2 separate regions of the Gasterosteus aculeatus genome follow, and region 2 is linked to region 1. The links are chromatin contacts, called in public Hi-C maps. All regions are on one chromosome and are shown on one strand. The core of a region is the stretch at or near the end of the contact, and the rest is flanking DNA. Distances in the headings are between cores, read along the strand shown. Region 1 overlaps reln (reelin). Region 2 has its middle 6.7 kb from the start of LOC120809223.

Region 1 (2,877 bases), core at 32-2,531:
TAAATCCGTTTACAGCTTGGCGCAAGCAACAAATAACAACCAGGATGTTAATTCAGGTTTGCTCTCGTTAATAATGCAGGACCCACAGCGCCACAGTCAATGGGTGACTCGAGTTTCAGCCTTTAGTGCGGGTAAAGCTACGATTTCACTGTGCAGCCATTTATATGCATACTTCTGCTGAGTATCTGAATATACAGTCAGTGGTGGTTTACTTAATGTGCATATGCATGGCTGCGTATAGTTCTGCTTCACATTCACTCCAACAGCTTCTCACTGGGCTGCTGGCTGCAAACACAGAGTCTTAGTCAGGGTTGCTCAGGGAGTCACTCCTTCACTTCCCACGCACACACATTCTGAGCCGGACAAGGAATTACAACTACGGATCCGGCAGTCATCAACTCTCTTCATTGAATGCGTGCGAGCAGGGATGTTTTCGCGTAACTCACTATCGATGGCCTCGGAGTTGAAGGTCAGTGCCGTGTCCAGAGATAAACAGTCCACAGTCACTTCCCCACCCTGAACGCGGTACCAGTTGTGCCTCAGAGGCGTCATCCCGTCAAACTTGTCGTGGAAGCCGGTTCTGGAGCTGTCGTTCATACCGATCAAGACATCATCCAAAGCCCACTGTGCAGAGTGTTTCCCTACAAGCGTGGAGAGAGAAATATACATGGATTACAAAGCTAAAGCTGCGATATCAAATACATCTGTAGTATTGTAATGTTTCCGGGCTTTTCTGTAGTACTGCTCACCCTGCTTAAGAACTTACCCTGCTGTGGCTGCCACCACCGAAATACTGTGTAAGGAGTTTTGGCAACAGGTGGTAACTCTATGGTCACCACTTGGGGCTCTAGGAAGGAACTAAAGTCCAGCTCCCTAACGAACTGCCATTGGACCCCATTGTTTGTAGAGAACTGGACAATGACTCCTGCAATCAAACAAAGAGCAGAGGGAGAGAACTTATTTTTGTGCACACACAAACACTATGGTAAAACTATGTCAACTACAAAATAAAACCAGCAGAAAATACTTTTTTCTGAAATAAGCTGTTTAGTCTGACATTACAGGAACGATCAGACTGAGCCTTCAGCACCGCTTCACCGCTTCTGACTGGACTAAACAGACTAGAATAGACTGAGAATGACGCCCAGATTGGAAACTGCACAGTCAAAGTGCAAACTGTCAAAAGGAACAAATGAGACAAACGAGGCGTGAACTGATCAGATCAGACGTGGAGCTGCTCGTTTCAATGCACCGTTGAGGAACAGCCACACGAATGCAGCAGAGGGCCTCACTACAGCATGTTAGAATTACCTTCGTTGCGGGACCGAGGCCTCGTGCACGTGGGCCCCAAACTCTTGCTGCCTATTCGGATGTAGAATTGAACCAATCTGTGTGGAAACAGTAACAACTCAATTTCAGTTTCAAATAAATAACCTCCAATTGAACTGGACTCCAATGCCTCCATGTGAGAGATGTACGGATGTGGATTCTCCTCACCGGGTGTTGGTGGTGTCTAGAGGCACTGTGCGCGCTTCTCTCCTCCCGGGGCTACTGAAGTACAGAGCTTTGCCCTCCCCAATGATGCCACATCCACCTCCAATTTGTCCCCCACTTAGGCTCTGCCAGAGAGGGCTCAACTTCCCCTCGAAGCCCTCAGTCAGCTCAGTGGGACCGGCCACCGACGGCACACAACTATCCTGCTCCACTATTCAATAAAATAGGAAATGAAAAGGTATATTTGACAAAGATACATTAAAACCATTATGTATTTTATTTGTTTTGCCTTCCCTATCTGTTATTGTACCTGTGTAACCCATATCACAGAAGCAAACGCCAGAGATGCAATCTCCATGTCCCCCACAGTGGTTGGGACAAGGCTCAGAGATGTAGACCCCGTCCAGGGCGAAAGGCGGAGCATCTCTGTACACGCTGCTCTCCTGGAACCAGCGGAAGCGTGTTTTACTGTGGAAATGAGGGGAAGGAGGTAGAAGAAAGTGATAAAGACATTTAAATTTACCAGTCAGAATATATATTCACAAAGAAGGGATTGCATCCGCCGGTAGCTTTGTGAATTATGTATCATTTGCAACCATCTCTCCAGTCTCAAGGTTCGATTCACGAAATATATGTAACAACCGTAATTATATTACAATGCAAACACGTCCATAAAGTTTTGCAGCTGACAGTAATTTTCTCAGCTTTTTCATCTGATTGCAATTATCTATGTGGCAAATTATAAATAAGCGTGAGGCTAATGAGTCCGATTGTGAGGGGGAAAATCAGCCTGAGCCAGAGTTCTATTTCCATCCAAAGCTCCTGAAGGCAATTAAGAAAGAGGAAAGGGAAAATTGTAAGGCCAGGATTGAAGAAATCATTTGTTTATTTGTTGATATTGTAATCCTTTTTTTCTTAATCTTTTTAAAAATCATATATTTAGGCTAACTTTATTCATTTATGTTTCATGACACAAATTCAGTATTTGCATCTTTTCCCTGATTCACTAATTCTCTGAAGACGCTAACAAATTAACTGTATTTGTGTTTTTTCATACTTTTCTGCTGCTTTTAAAAGATTCTTTAGTGTAGTTTGTGTATGTTCAATCCCTTCGTTAAATCGCCCCTTTGAGTCAGAAGAAAATGAATCAAATTCCTAATACATCGACTGAAATCCAATTGCATGCCTGTTACCATAGCTACCTGGCTGCAACGTTGCGTGGTATTACCACAGTCACCCTGGTCCACTGTTCGTAGTCTCCAGTGTTGTAGACGGTGGGCTCTCTAAGCTCCCGACCACTGCCCTCACAGACACCTGCCCCCAGGGTTCCTGGGTAACAGCCCTCTCGGACCAGCGCCCAGGTGCGCCCGGCATCGTGAGAGT
Region 2 (2,700 bases), core at 93-2,592, 82 kb after region 1:
AAGCGGATTCACAAATTTGTTCTTTATTCTAATATCCTTGTGCACAGCAGCAGGCTTAGTGAGGCCTGTGGTCCAGAGGGGAACAGAGCATGAGAAGCATGGCCTTTGAAACCGGGCCTCAACTATCACAGGGATAAGACAACAGATTAGTGACATAATAAATGATCTTGCAGAGCATTTTGGTGTCTTTGAACAACAGCAAGATAGAGTTAGACAGAAACCACTGATACATTAGATTTATCGTACAAGGAATATTATAGGATAGCTTTGATGCTGCGTCATACATGTGTGACTCCGATCCTCCGGTCTGGAACACAGTCTAATGCTGGGCTACACTGCCCCTTAGTGGTCAGATGAAGTATTACATCCACTGTGAATCAATCCGAGACGGTGCGTTTAGGTCGTGGTTAGGAGAAAAGCCTTGCTCAAAGGCTGTTATTATACATGTAATCAATCTCAAATCGACCAAAAATATTTTTAAAAATGAAATAAGAACAAATCTGCCATATGAAACGCTGTTCTGAAAGTTCTGAAATGTGGATCTGTGTTGTAAATGTATTGTACCGGACTGTAATCCGATAGCGCCACCTCCAGGTACACACAAGTACTATAATTTATCCAAAATACTAAAAACTTTATATCAATTTGAATTGATTTTGATATGAAGTACTCCTGTTAACTGAATAGTTTAAGGAGGTTATGTAAAGCAGGAGCGCTGTGAGGAGCTGGGCTGGTCGGGAATAAATAAAAGTATTAATTGGAGGAAAGGGCAACTAAAAGGAAGCATGATAGCCTATATGGTCAAAGCATTCAGATTCAGAATCCAGTTCAATTTGTTTGAGGCGCTGATGTGTGGAGCTGGGAGTCACATTGTACAAGTGTTTTTTAATTAGTGTTTGATAAGTTTCACTTTATTAAGGTTAAACAAATAAGTTAGGGTTAGGTAGGATATACATTAATATAACAAAATAAACATAAAATAATAGTTTGAATGATCATACACAGAGTAAGTTGGCTCCTACTCACCTCCTCGCTTGTCATAAGGAATCTTAGTTAGCGCGAGCTAGCTCCTCCATGACGTCACACTAGGATTGTCACTAAGCCTTCCCAAACTGAGCTCAAGTATATTATTTTAGGCTTCATTTTATCTAAAACATTTACACCATTAAGACTCAACGGTTATCTCCATTTTGAAAACATTATTTGATTCCTAAACAAATCCTTTACTGAAACAAAAGAAATACCCTCATGCTGCATTGTTGTGAAATAAATCAGGTTTGTGTCGTTGGTTTTCTTCCCAAAGTGCTACCGGTTGTACCCAGAGCGGTGTAAAGAGAGGGTCGCGTCACTTTAAAACTCCTGGTAGTCACGTGATTCAAATTGAGGAAGTATACCTGCAATGCACATGGGGTGTAGTGAAAATTGGAACTAACCATACAGTATAGTGTACAAACAGAAAGACAGAATTTTTAAATTTATAGTGAATAAAATAATCGACTCAAAATATTAGCTTACCCTGAGCAAACAAATGTTAGTGTTTTACAACTCCAAAACTAAATCCTTACCTGTAAAAAAAAATAAAAATAAAAAAACGCAATCGTTGTTACATGTTATACTACCCATTGCATGTGAACATTCTGACCACTGCAAAATCTCTAAAAGCAAGTATATATATATTATTATTGACCGTGTTTGGTGAAACCCTTTCTGGCGAGGCTGACCTCACCAGAGAAGCGATATTCACTTGATTCTAGTAAACGAGCCTGGACTGGAGCTGGCTATATATCTGGAATTGACTTTTTGCAGGTGAATTTGGCATAAATGAAAAGGACCACTGTGAACCAGCAAGGAGCGAGTGAACATTAATATAGCTTGTTACGTTCCAGCTCCCAAAAGTGAGGGGAACATGGCAACCCACTGCTCGGGCCCACCGATGCCAGCAAATAGGGTATGGAGTCGCGGTGCGAGAAAAAGGACAAACACAAAATACTGGATAAACGCTTATATCTAAACACAAAAATAAATATACATAAATAAACAATAACTTTCTGGGAAAAGGGGTGGGCTGGACGGACCAAAACAAAGAAATAAACAAAAGGTCCCCACCCCTAACCTGTACTAACCAATAGAAAATACACTCTTCCTGGCACACGGTCAAGGCGCCCTAACCAAACGTACAGGTGGTGGTCCGCCCAGGTCTAAACTGGTGTTTATAGACAGAGAAGTGATGGATTCCCCCGGGTAGCTCTAAATCTACTCCCCACTCCCTGTGAACAAAAGAGGAAACAAATAATTAGTTGAAAGGACTGTTACGGCCACAGCCTTCTGAGTTTGTTTTTGTGATTATTAATTGGTTTGGCCCTTCTGAGTGCAGGCTCCGCCCCTGCGCACCTGAGAGCGGTTGCGGTGATGGCTCAGGCTGAGCATATAGAGGGGAGAGCGACTGAGCGCCGGAAGAAGGAGGAGACCTGCGAGAGCGCCAGGCCCCGGCTTCAACACCAGGAGACCAGTGTTTTGTGTTCGAGCTACTATTGTGATATATTAATGTGTGAAACGGAGGGGCTGGAGGTTGGAAAACTATAAAAAGAACTTTGCATCGCTTCCTGCCTATCGCGTTTCTTTATGTGGCTGACCCCTCGGCTGAACGAGCCGTCACCTTATCGAGGGGTCCGTAACATAAATGGGGGCTCGTCCGGGATT

What was found. A called contact is a pair of places that touch in the nucleus more often than the background predicts.
Region 2: a Hi-C map of skeletal muscle shows a contact between it and region 1, with 7 times the contacts expected there. The contact joins two enhancer-like sites. A contact is called at or near these places in 4 of 6 Hi-C or Micro-C datasets (skeletal muscle, tail fin and whole body).

What each region holds. Positions count from the first base shown.
Region 1 is chrX:14,322,885-14,325,761 of fGasAcu3.hap1.1, forward strand. reln (reelin) reads right to left here. Exons shown (of 64, transcript XM_078082891.1): 28 at 2,697-2,877; 29 at 1,805-1,962; 30 at 1,498-1,705; 31 at 1,312-1,388; 32 at 767-925; 33 at 447-641. Among protein-coding and RNA genes, the nearest start is that of bncr, 19 kb to the left of the region's middle. Within about 2 kb of position 1,282, at least 1 of the 9 cell types and tissues checked has open chromatin away from gene starts, as enhancers often do.
Region 2 is chrX:14,404,624-14,407,323 of fGasAcu3.hap1.1, forward strand. No RefSeq gene overlaps it. Among protein-coding and RNA genes, the nearest start is that of LOC120809223, 6.7 kb to the right of the region's middle. Within about 2 kb of position 1,343, at least 4 of the 9 cell types and tissues checked have open chromatin away from gene starts, as enhancers often do.